Linked DNA regions of Mus musculus: region 1 is linked to region 2. Evidence: chromatin contacts called from public HiChIP or PLAC-seq data. All regions are on one chromosome and are shown on one strand. The core of a region is the stretch at or near the end of the contact, and the rest is flanking DNA. Distances in the headings are between cores, read along the strand shown.

Region 1 (6,087 bases), core at 285-2,784, 140 kb after region 2:
AGAGACAGCTGTCTTCCACTGCTGAAGTCTAGCTAGCACCACAGAAGCGCTGGCAATAGTCTCTCCATTCTTCCACTGATGTCTACTTACTGAATAACCTCGCATGGCTGCAGCTTCCTTGGTTCATTTGTATGGCAACCAGATCCTTCTCTTAGTCCTCTAGAAATCAGTAGCTGCCATTCTGAGGATGCCAGCTCACTCTGTGTGTCTTCTGTTTAATCAGGAGTGTTTGCCACCTGGGTTTGAAGTGCCCAGGGCAGATGAGAGCTTAAAGTCATGTTACCTATTTTGATACCCATGTATGCCCCACTTCACTAAATGGTAAAAAAGGGATGTGGAGTTTATTTATTTAGTGTGTGTATGTATGTCTATTTTATTTGGTACATTTGCCTGTGTATGCACATATGATGGCCAGAATAGGACCCTGAGTGTCTTCTGTCATTCTCCATTATTGTCTTACAACAGGGTTTCTTACTGAATAACAGACACTCGGTTTGGGGGGCTGGCTGGCTGGCCAGTGAGGCTTTCAAGCTCTACTTGTCTTCCTCTCCTAGTGCTGAGGTCAGTGGCCTGGGCAGCCATGCCTGCTTTTTTATGTGCATGCTGGAGATTCAAACTCCGGTTCTCATGCTTGCACAGGAAGTGCTCTTACTGAGCCATCTCCCTAGACCCTGTACTTAGGGATTTCACTGAATTGTACTACATGATACTCTTGGTTTCCAGCATTTTACACGACATGGCATTTGTGCCTCCTGCCTATTGCCTTCTCCTTCCTCTAATCCTTTACCCCTGCCCTTGACTTGTTGCCTTTATTTCTGGCACTAGACCCATACTCCCAACTGCTGGTATTATCCAAGGGTTTTATAACTCTGCTTACCCTTTTTCTGCTTGATACCAGGGCTGACAAGCCAAGCCCATTATCCTGAGTCCACTGTTTGGTGGAGTTGTTACTGCACCTCCTTGACCTTGCTCTGAATACTGGACACTCCTAAGAGTTAGGAGTGGGTGGGGTAAGGGCTAAACCCATTCCTATTTTATGTACTATTAAAAAGTTTACTTTTGAGGCGAATACTTTCCCTTTCCACCCTCAGTATTTTGCCCTTGGTTTCGTACACAAGAATCTCGTCGCAGCTTCTTTTTATAGGTGGAAATTTACTCTGAATCTTTAAGCTAGAGGCAGTCATTTTTATGAGCACGGAAGACCCTTGTAGCTCTTCACTGCCACCTGGCTGCGTGCCTGGAAAGTGGAGATTGGAGTATTGGCAACATAGTTAGTTACTGGCTAGTGGAGCTTTAGGAAAGCTCCAGCAGACTCAGTGAACTCAGATTCGTCTGAGCAAGCAGAACCAGAACCTGAGAGGTGGGTTTGGGGATCATTTTCCTCCCTGAGACACTTCCAGGGCTCCCAAAGAGAGCCCGCAGATCATGAGTCAGCGCGGTGGTCCCACTGCGTTCACTTACACAGAGCACCGGATTTGCTTTGTGTCAGGGCACAGAACTGCTCAAGACAGGTAGCACTGCAGGAAACCCAACGTCACACAGAGTTGATGACTTGTAGGACTGCTGTTTTCAGTTCCCCATCCCCTCGTGGGTAGTGAAATGGAAAAGCCCAGACAAGAAAGAGGAGCCCCAGGAAACTCAAGACTGCTGGTTTCTGACTAGGAGAGAAAGTTCGAGAAAACAGATGGCAGTACATAGAAAACAGTGGCTAGTGAGCACAGAGGGATAGCTAGGACTTGCACTCGGCGCGACCTAGAGGGCAGGCCGGTCATGTTCAAGGGGCGGAGGCTCTGGCCATGGGCCTGCCTGGGGCGGGCCAGTCGGCGGGGCATTTAAATCGCTGCCGCCGCTGGCCGGGACGCGCGCCGGCTCTGCACCCTCCATAGTCTCAGCTTCGAGTGCCGGCGCCTCAAGATGCGGTCCTCCCTGGCTCCTGGTGTCTGGTTCCTTCGCGCCTTCTCTAGGGACAGCTGGTGAGCAGGGCTGGGGAGGGAGGCTGCCAAGACGCGCAGAGACTTGCTCGGGCGGCGGATGTTTCTGCTTGTCCCTGGAGTGGGGGATGGGGTTCTAGTTCTATCTGGCAGGGCTCCTTCGGTGGCGCAGGCGTGGAAGTTTAGTAACACAGAACTATTAATTCCACATTAGCCCAGACTTCTGTCTAACCCCGGTGAAGAACAAACAGGGTGCCTAGGAGTCTTCATCCTTTTTGGTTTGCCACCCCGTATCTGCAAACACAAGCGCACAAGCGGGTACCTGTGGAGTGCCTCCAAGTCTTATCTGTGTATTTGGAGGATCCGGATTTGCCTTTGAGGAACCCAGGCCAAGAACTGGTAGAATATAAATGGAGCCAGAGAGCTTAAGGCCCCTATTGATTAGATTAGTTAACAAGCCAGAAATCACTGGTTCTATTAAGCCTGTCTGACCCTTCCAGTCTCAGGGATACCTAGCTAGGGCAAGATCTCTGGGATCAGAGCTGCAGCTGCTCCAACACTGGGTGGTCACCCTTAAAAGCATGAGCTGGCATTGACAGCAGCTGCTCCCAGGACCACAAGGTCACCCTTGTGCTGGGAGAAGAGGTTTTAGCCAATCTCCATTGAGCTTTTGGAGCAGTGTACTTGGTCTGCAAGAGGTGGGGAAGGAAGAGTGTTAAAACATTTTGTTAGTTACCGTCATTTATAAACTATAAAACTTAACAAAATAGCCAGTTGCTGGCTTCTAAAAAAAACAAAACAAAAACAAAACAGATGACACAGCAATCTCAAATCTAAATTCTCAAACTAAACTAAGGGTCAGATTGGGCAGATACTTAGTCATCAATTTGGCCTGGTTTTAAAATAAGTCATTTTGTTTCAAGGTCTCTCAGGCTAATAATCATCTAAAACATTCTTTAGATGGTTTATGTGGTCCTTTCTACATTTGGAACTATTAAACAGTTTTATGTTTTCAGAAAGAGAGAAAATGTCTCTCAAAAGGAGATGAACACGAGAGTGAGAGCGTGTACTGCCCTCATAATGAAGGAGCTAGAAGATGTCATAATTGGGTAGAAAGAGAATTCAAGGGGAGGGGAGAGTTGCCGTAAGGTGGATGTGGATGGTAGCGATGGGCGCACAGTACACTTGCTGTCCCTGACTTTAGCTGCCCTGACTTTACATTTAAAGGTGGTTGAGATGATAAGGTTTTGTGCTATGTATATTTTACCACAATTTTAAAAAGCATAATATAAATAAGCTCATTTATACATTAAGACTCTTGAAGCTGTCTCACTAGTGGACATATTTTATATGACTTATCAATTAGCTGCAACTTCAGAGACTAAAATTGCTCAATGTCAAGAAAAACTAAAATCAGGATAAATGACAGACTAGAGTCAGATAATCTGGAAAGTTTTCTCTCTGTAAAACATCCTTTTCTTTGTAGACTCCATTTCAGGTTTGTTTTTTTTTAATCTCTAAGAAAAAATTTTGATCACACAATAAAGTGGGTCTCCTTAGATCTAATCTCATGGTTTACTTATGTACAGCAAAAACATTAATTAACCAAATAGGTCATGATCAGTGCTCTTGGGAGTTTTCATAAGGAATCTTTTTAAGAAAAATTTAAGGTGTGTGTCCGTCCCCGTCCTTTGGCAGTGGTGGTGCATGTGTGTCTCTGTGAGGCCAGAAGTCAACCTCAGATGTCTGCCTTCAGCAGCCATCCATCTTAGTTTTTGAGACAGAGTTTCTTACTGGGACCCGGAACTTACCAGCGAGTTCCACGGAGCTTTAAGTAGCTCCAGCCTGTCTCTGCCTTCCCAGGCCTGGGGGCACAGATGCAGCCGCCACCTTGTCAGGCCTTAAGGTGGGCGCTGAGGATGATGCTCAGCTTGTGCAGCAAGTGCTCTGCCGACTGAGCTTGCCCCATTCTTTCTTTTTTTTTTTTTTTTTTTTTTTTTCTGTTATGGAAAAAGTGTTTATTTTGAAATTATTTTAATTGAGAAGTAGAAAACCTCATAGGAAGGAGGAAGAAACAAAACACCACACAGCATTCAGGCAACGCTTTACTTCATGCCCTTTCCCCCGCTCTGGCTCACTCGTCCCATGATGAGAAGGACTCAGCCACCCACAATAATGTTATTAATGGGTATATGGATCAGTTTCACGAAGAAGCCAATGAATCCCATGATAGCAAATCCTATAGCTGTAGCCATGGCAATCTTCTGGAATTCTTTTCTGTCGGGTTTGGTGCATCTTTTAACCAGCCGAATTGAGTCCTTTACAAACTGCCGGCTGGGCTCCACAAACTGCATTACCTGATCCATGTTTGTTGGATGGCGGATTGAGAGCGTAGAGACACGTAGCTCAGGAGAGAACCCTCCCCATTCTTTCATAAGTAGCCGTGCATTGTTTTTTTAAAAATAGATATTTTACTATTTACTGCCCTGAGATAAGATGCCAAGATTTACCAGATTTTACCTGCTATAGATTTGGGCAGATTCCTCTTTCTTTACACCCCCCCCCCCAAATATCATAAGGCTTTTAGATCTGAAAAACTGACTGACATCTTCTACCTGTAAGACAGGGAACTCAGAAAACCACTTTCCTTGGAGTGATCTATTAGTATTGACTCCATACAATGAACCTCAGTCTCTTCAAAGGGGCTGATATAGTTGATATTAAATAGACATCCTGGTCTACTACAACATCCAGGCAAGGCCCTGGTTACATAATCAGTTCTAAATAGGCTCTTGTTAAAAAAAAAAGAAGATATTCTTATTGAAAGTTTACAAGTAGCCATATCACCCTGGAAAACAAGAAGACTCACTGAAAGTTTCTGCATTCTGAGGAGTTCAGTTTAAACAAAACAAAACACAACACAATGCCTATTAAACTGTCATGGGTTATGGATCACCTAAGAGGAAAGAAAAAGGTCTTCCTTATACTGGCATCCTGAAAAGGGAGCACTGCAATAACATTTCAAGTATAAGTGACAGTCATTGGTAGTTCACTTATTCCTGTGTGATTAGTGCTGGTCCTGCACATCCTGGCTTCGCAATCTCTGGAACACAGTTTCTCAGGAAGAGCAGAAGAGTCTCCCTAACTGTCCACTACTGTGTACTTACAGTTGTCCAAGTGGGGCTGTCAGAAGAGTAAGTACTCAATTTATAGTGAACAAGCACATGTTCTAGAGAGGAAAAACTCTTAGATACAACATACAAAAAAAATCTCAGATGGGCTGAAGAGATGCCTCATTTATTAAGAGCACTGGCTGTTCTTCCAGAGGACCCAGGATCTGTTCCCAGCAACCACATAGCAGCTCACAGCCATCTGTCATCTAGTTCCAGGGGATTTGATACCCTCTAACCCAATGGGAGCTAAACATGCAAGTGGTGCACATACATGCAGGCAAACACTCAAACACATAAAATAAAAATAAATACATCCCTAAAGAAATTTGAAACTCACTCATATAATATGCAAAGACTATAAACAAAAGAGTAAGTTTGGGGTAGTTCCCTAAGCAGCTGATTTGTAGGGAAGGATCAGTGGTCTGGGAAGTTGCTGTATTTCAAGTTAAAGAAATAGAGTTGCAACCTATGTTAACATTTTGGCCGGTAGCTGAAATTATGGCAGACAACTCTGCATGTTGCCATGAGGTAAAGCAACATCAGGATCAGTGGAAACACGTGGCTAGGCCTGTAATTGTCTGACTCTCAGAAAGCTGAGGCAGGAGGATTGTGAATTCAAAGCCAACTTGGGCAAGTAGAGGGACCCTGTTTCAAAATAGAAAATAAAGAAAGGCTGATGTTGCAGTTTACTGGTAGAGCACTTGCCTAAAACACGCAGGACCCTAGTCTCAATCCCCAAATACCACAACACAACACCACCACCAACAACAACCAAACATGGACAGAGACCGCATTCCAAAATCTTTGTAATTTATCATACAGAAATTTCTGAACTATTACAAATGATGGCATTTTATCTATATGAGTTTAATGTGGAGAAAACTACTTTTATCTTCTGATTTCCCAGTGATGCTAATGTTAACTGATGAGCATTGGTTTATAAAGCCATCCTAGTTTCAGTACTGCCCTTTTTTAAAATGTAA
Region 2 (7,111 bases), core at 1,072-3,571:
TGAGCCTGGCGCTGAATTACTCTTAGGCTTCCTGTTCTGGGGCAATCGCTCACACCCACACATGGTTTTGTTATTGTCCACGTTGAGTGGATGTCAGTGCCATGTCTTTGAACTTCCAGAACTGATCATCAGATAAACCCCTTCTCTTTTTAAGGCTCACCGGCTTCAGGTGCTTCATTTCAGTGATAACAAAATGGATCAGTAAGAAAGGCATCTTAGTAAAGTCGGGAGTAGCTGATACTGACTCAGGCAAGCAAGAAGTAAGGCTATACTCCTGCTTACACAATCTTTCTGCTTACATTTTTCTAAATGTTCTTTTTATTTTAATATTAATTGATTGATTGATTGATTGATTGATTTTTGGTTTTTTGAGACAGGGTTTCTCTGTGTAGACATGAGGAGTTCATTTGGAGTGTCACACCAACGCCAGTAGGATCCGTGTGACAAGTTTTATAGACTGAGGTAAAAACTTTAAAAGAAGGAGGCCTCCTGGAACTGGTTGTGGAACTTTTGGCAGGCATAAAATATTGAGCCGTAGTTCTCTTGGCAGCTTTCTTGTTTTATCTTTTTTATTTCTTTTCTTATTTATGAGATGTTCTTGATAGCCTAGGCTAAGATCTTAAGTGAGACTATTGGGTAAGAAACCATCCCTTGAGATGGAGTCACTAACATGACCTTATCTCTGGGAAAGCCAGTGCTTTACTTTATAAATCATGTGTGATAGTATTTATTAATAAATAAAAACTTTCTCCACAATAAAATTTTATATGGCTACACATGTGTTATGGGAAGTAGCCTTTGATATATTGTTTAAGAAGGCCTTAAATTAAAAAATTAAAATAGTTTAAATTTATGTTTTAGAGATTTATTTAAAAAAATCAGGTATTAGATGTTAAATAGTAACTGATCATAAAAATTTATTAACTTGTCCTTAGAAAATTGTCACTAGCCTTAGATGATTTTTGTATTTTACTGTGCCAAATGCTTATAATAATATCCATTCTACCTGACTGCTTTATTAAACACACCTTTTTAGAAGTTGTAATATTTAGATGATTTTGTATTTTACTGTGTTAAATGATTATAACAATATCTGTTTTATTTGACTGTTTCACTAAACACATCTTCTCAGAGTTGTAACACTTGTTTCTTTATACATAAAAACCCTTGTTTGAGAACTGAAAAATACACTCAGATTCAAACTGCCTCTCTGTTTGTTTGTTTGTGACCGCCAAATCCTTACCCACCTAACCTCGAAGACCCTCGTCCCAGAGACTCCCATAGCCAACTAGGGTGGTCCGTGACAATGGAGCATTTGCTATCCATCCTGAGTGTAAGATATTCTGCTTTTGCAGCTGATCTGCCTAACTTAGTCCTTTTAAGGCTGGCCTCAATACTGACACAGCAGGAGGTGAGGTAAAGGCAGGGAATTATGCTTCTTAAGTTGAAGGGAAAAAAGGGGAGGGGGACTTATCTCTGCCCTTTGTTCTCTGTACTTGTAAGATTCTCTGAGCACAGGGTCCCCAATGGAGGAGCTAGAGAAAGGACCCAAGGAGCAGAAGGAGATTGCAGCCAGCCCCATAGAAGGAACAACAATATGAACCAACCAGTACTCCCAGGGCTCCCAGGGACTAAACCACCAACCAAAGAGTACACATGGAGGGACTCATGACTCCAGCTGCATATGTAGCAGAGGATGGCCTAGTCTGTCATCAGTGGGAGGAGAGGCCCTAGGTCCTGGGAAGGCTCGATGTCCCAGTGTAGGGGAATGCCAGGGCCAAGAAGCAGGAGTGGGTGGGTTGGTGAGCAGGGGGAGTGGGGAGGGGATAGGGGGTTTTCCGAGGGGAAAACAGGAAAGGAGATAACATTTGAAATGTAAATAAAGAAAATATCTAATTAATTAAAAAAAATATTCTCAGAGCTTGTGTTCACATGGTAAAAAAAAAAACACCTCACTGCATATAAATTCAGTCATACATTGAAAAAGAGGTTATAACAGAGAATGCCTACATGCATATATATTAGGAGCAATTATCTGGCTTAACTTTCACCATTTGTTACTAGTTTACAGGGTCATGGAAAGTTTAAGATCGTAACTAAGCTGTCATTAAAGTTTTGACAAACTTAGTTAATATCTTCTCTCCTGTGTTTGCGCCTTGGATCCTGTAGTGTATACCTTCTTTATGACCTTCAGTTAATGGTTTCTGTAACTCCTTGGAATGTGCCCTAAGTTTTAGAAGTCTGCCATTATCTCAGAAGCATTTAAGCAGTCATGTTATAAAAGGAACTGAAATGTCTCTGTGGCTGTTGCCATTTGGAAGCAATAGTCACTCTTGCATGCTAGATGTTTCTGCAGAATAACCACTCTTTGTCTTTGCATGCTATCTGAGTGTGGGATCTTTCTTCAGCGATTTTCAGACCCTTACAGACATTCTCTTCATTTTTGTAGTACTCTTATTTGCAGTATGGGTTATTGAACCTAGGGCCTTGCATTGCTAGACAGGGGATATCACTGAAATATCTTGATTCCTTTTCTCACCATTTGTAATTTATTTTGAGACAAAGTCTTGCTCAATTGTCCAGACTGGTTTGGCATTCACAATGTCCAGACAGACCTTGACTTTTTGACCCTCCTTAACATATGAGTAGCCTGGATTATGGGTGTGTGCCATCACCACGCCCAGACTATAGTGCATTTGTTTTATATAAATAGTAACTCAGCTTCGTTTGCTTAGCATTTGCTTTATCTTTACCAGTAACTTTACTTTCAACTTTTTCAAACCATTGTTTTCAATATATTTCAATTCAATGGCAAATGTAAGAATTTTTTAAAATGCAATCTGACATATCTCTGTATTTTCACTGGATAATTTAGATTATTTATAAGTTAGCTTTTTTCCTATTATTATTTTTTCTGCTTTGTATTGTCTACATTTTCTTACCCTCTTTTTCTCTTTTCTTGGAAGTTGAAGAATGGATTGGATTTATATCTGTATCCTTAATATGCATCCTTCTTTATTGGTGAATTAAATATATGTAATATATAAAAATATAGTATATAACATATGGATTGTATTATAATCATAGTAGGTATACTATGTGGATATATGTACTAAAAGTATAAACCTATATATAAAAGTATAAACTGATATATGCCATGCAGTTCAAGTTGGCTTGAAATTCCTTATAGAGCCAATTTTCACCTTGGACTTTTGAGCTTTAGTTGCTACTCATACCTTCTCCATGAATATTTATTAAAATCTGAAGTTATTACCTTAACCACTTCCTCTTCCCCAAAGCATTCAAATATCTTGAAATAGTTCAATTCTGACAAATCCTCCCAACTCAAGTCCTATTATTTGCCTGTTTGAGGACTGCAGATCAGACACTATCATTTTCAAAGGCCTTATTCAGATCTACTTATCATTTATTTGCCTTTCCTTGATTCTTGAACCTTTACTTTGGAATAATTTTCTGTCATGTATTTCTGTGAAAAGTTCCTTTGATGTTCATGGGAACCCCCAGGTTTTGTTTTATTTGATGATTTTTTTTTTAATTCTCATATAGGAAAGTCTGTTTTTACTAGGCAACATACTCTTAGTTTGCAGTCGTTTTTGTTGCTCTCTTGAAAGCAATTGCTCTACCAACACAGGATGTTCACTATTACTGTCTTCTAAAGGTAGAAGGTTTCTCTCTCTCCTCTCTCTCTCTCTCTCTTCCTCTCTCTCTCCCTCCCTCTCTCTCTCTCTCCTTCTCTCCTTTTAAGATTTTTCACTTTGTCTTTGGCCTACTGAATTTTTACTACCATTTATGCATATTTATTGCTTGTTAATTATTTCATGTATTTACAAGTTTTAGAAACATCTAGGGTTGAAGAAATGGCCTAGTGTTTAAGAACACTGGCTGTTCTTCCAGAGGACCTGAGTTTGATTTCTAGCACCCACATGGTAGCTCATGTCTGTAGCTTCAATTCAGGGTATCCCATTTCCTCTTCCGGCCTCTGAAGACACTGCATGCATGAGTGTACAGATATATAAGCAGACAAAACATCCATACACATAAAATAAAAATAAAGGAAAAAAATTTAAAGGAAAAAATGATCTATTATCTTCTAAAATAATGGCTTTCCAGGTTGGATGTGCTAAGCCAAGCTTTTAATCTTAGCACTTGGGAGGCAGTAACAAGCAGATCTCTTTGAGTTTGAAACCAGCCTAATAGTCTACATAGAATGTTCCAGGGCAGCCAGGGCAGCATACTGAGACCCTATCTCTGAAGAGACACACACATAAAAAGCTTCCTGGGGCTGATGAGATGGCTCAGCAGTTAAGAGTGCATGCTACTAGCCGGGCGTGGTGGCGCACGCCTTTAATCCCAGCACTTGGGAGGCAGAGGCAGGCGGATTTCTGAGTTCGAGGCCAGCCTGGTCTACAGAGCGAGTTCCAGGACAGCCAGGACTACACAGAGAAACCCTGTCTCAAAAAAAAAAAAAAAAAGAGTGCATGCTACTATATTAGAGGACCCAGGTTGGGTTCCTAGACTCTTGTCAGGCAGCTCCGAGGGATGTGACACCTGTAATGGCTCTGGCCTGCAAGGGCACCTGCACTTATGTGCACCACACAATACATACAAGGAAAAATAAGATAAATCTTTTTTTTTTAAAGATTTACTTATTTATTATATGTAAGTACACTGTAGCTGTCTTTATACACACCAGAAGAGGGCGTCAGATCTCATTATGAATGATTGTAAGCCACCATGTGGTTGCTGGGATTTGAACTCAGAAGAAGAGCAGTCGGTGCTCTTAACCACTGAGCCATCTCTCCAGCCCCAAGAAAAATCTTAAAAAGAATAATAGCTTCCCTCCCATTCTCTTTATGGAGGTCTGAATAAAATGTGCTTCATTTTCATTCTACATGACATACCGTTTAATCTCCTCACATTTACATCTCCTCATTTCTTTTGGTTTGAATAGTGTCAGAGCTATATTCAAATTAGCTCTGAATAGATTAAATAAATCTGAATAGATAATGTGCATTTTAATGCTTTGGACTACTTTTTGCTGTTTTGTGCTTTTTTGAGACATGGTCTCATATTACCCATACTGACCTTGAACTCCTGATGCTCCTGCTTTCATCACCAAAGGGATAGGATCACAGGTGTGAGCCCCCACACCCACTTAACAGTTTAATTAATTTTGTATATATTACATTATTTAGTGCGCGTGCGCGTGCACGTGTGTGACACAGCATTCATGTGGAAGTCAGAAGGCTACCGGTAGGAGTCAGTTCCACCAGGTAAGTTCTGGGGATCAAGCTCAGGGTGTAAGCTCCAATGTCAAGTGACTTGACCTGCTGAGCCATCTCCCTAGTCCCATTTTAATGAAAGTTTACCTTGTTCCTTTTCTAATTTGATCACTGTTACAACCTTTGTGGTCTTGCTGTCTTCTGTTCTCTTCAACATTCCATCATTATCTCATATTTGATAATTCCAGCATCTTAAGGCTTTGAAGGGTTGAATCTATTGCATCTTAAATTGATGCTCAGTTCTGGTGATTGTTTTCTTGCCTATTTATTAACCTTTTTTTTTTTGTTGCTGTTTCTGTTATTTCTCCCCAATGCCTGAGACGGGGCTTTACTGTGCAGCCTAGGCTGGTTTTAATCATGTGACCCACCCTCACCAACATTCCAGTTGCTGAGATCACAGATATCGCCATATCTGTTCATTTGTTTTTGACTGATTTTAATAACAGAAAATTTGGAATCCTTTTCTTCACAGAAGATTAGCAGTTTCATTTGCCAGCTGTCTTGTGCGCCTTCAGCAGTGAGCCCTCTTTCTAGGACATCACCTCAATCCATGTGTCTCAGATCCAGCTCTTCTTACCTTGTCAACGGGTTGAGCACAGTTTTCAATACAATTCTAACGCAAACGAAATATGCAGGGTAATCCCCTATTTTATTAGTACTAAAGCACTCTGGATTTGTCTGGATTTTATTTTGTTCCTGGTTCCCTGGAAATTTCTCCTGGTAACATAAACTAAATATAGTGTCCTCCGGCAGGACCGAGCTGCTCTGCAACAGGAAGAACTTTGGAATACCCAGTCTCAAGTACCCAGTCTCAGTTAGTCGCGACTCACCTACTGCAATCTGGCTTTAACTCCTGCTCACGACGACTGGATCTTCTTATTCCCCCTTGCTGCCAACTTTTTTTTTTCTTTTAGGATTCTTTCTTCTTCTCTCCTGAGAATCAAACTTAGGGACTCATCTTTCCTAGGAATCAAACACTAAGCAAGCACCGTATCATAGATCTACACGTCAATCCCTGATCTTCACTTTGAATTCCTTTTCATACACGAAGCCCTCTAAGGTCCTGGCTGTTCTGTCACCCCACTCCACCCCTTCACCCCTTTGATTTCTTTGAATGAGGGCATCGCCTTGTGCTTCAGCTGGTTTTGACCTTGAGCTTTCCAAGCACTGAGATTGTAGGCATGCACTGTCAAACCTGTCCTGTTCTCCAAAGTCTCTCCTTTGGTTGCACGGTGACCTTCCCACCTATACTCCCACCCATCTTTCTCCCTATGCTTTTTTGCCTTCTTTAGGAGATCCTTTCAACTCAGCTTCACAAAATACACTATCTGAGCTCCTGGAGGTCGATGCCCTTACTTCCTACCCTACACATTCTCCGACATGCTCCATCCATAGCAAGGGCTCGGTATTTGGAATTCCCTGTGTGTACTGCCCCAGCAAGGCTTTTGTACATGCTTCTCCTTCTCCTTGGAATGTGTCCTCCTATCCTTTTGTAACCCCTGATATATGTTCCCTGAGTACTTTAAATTGCATTATAATAATCTGTTCACTTACTCTCTTCCTCTGTGAAGATTGTTTTCTGAGTAAAAGTCACAGCATAATTACATCTTTATCCTGTGTCTGGGATATAGTCAATGGGACACAAATGAATGTTTGTCTAGTAACTAAGAGAACAAACACATGAATGAATGAGTGAGTGAGTGAATGAATGAATGAATGAATGAGAGTAATGGTTTGGGAATGACTGATTTGCAATATGGAAAGAAAGTTAAGGCAGTAAAGGAAGAAAAGAGATATCTTGTACATTC

Evidence for each region. HiChIP or PLAC-seq counts read pairs in DNA pulled down with a chosen protein or histone mark.
Region 1: a contact with region 2 is called in an H3K27ac HiChIP or PLAC-seq map of embryonic stem cells, with 8 read pairs. The contact joins the promoter of Slc37a2 here to the enhancer-like site in region 2. A contact is called at or near these places in 5 of 39 promoter capture datasets (Sertoli cells, cranial neural crest, embryonic stem cells and 1 more), 3 of 484 Hi-C or Micro-C datasets (Sertoli cells, embryonic stem cells and nephron progenitors), 1 of 115 datasets of contacts at active chromatin or transcription factors (embryonic stem cells) and 1 of 9 other capture datasets (adipose tissue).

Annotation. Positions count from the first base shown.
Region 1 is chr9:37,251,185-37,257,271 of GRCm38.p6, reverse strand. It overlaps Slc37a2 (solute carrier family 37 (glycerol-3-phosphate transporter), member 2), which reads left to right and starts at 1,534. Exons shown (of 19, transcript NM_001145960.1): 1 at 1,534-1,973. The coding sequence starts at 1,915. It also overlaps the pseudogene Gm10177.
Region 2 is chr9:37,386,616-37,393,726 of GRCm38.p6, reverse strand. No RefSeq gene overlaps it. Among named protein-coding and RNA genes, the nearest start is that of Robo4, 12 kb to the left of the region's middle. Within about 2 kb of position 2,321, at least 7 of the 459 cell types and tissues checked have an H3K27ac peak or open chromatin away from gene starts, as enhancers often do. A contact at or near this core is called in embryonic stem cells, where this site is marked.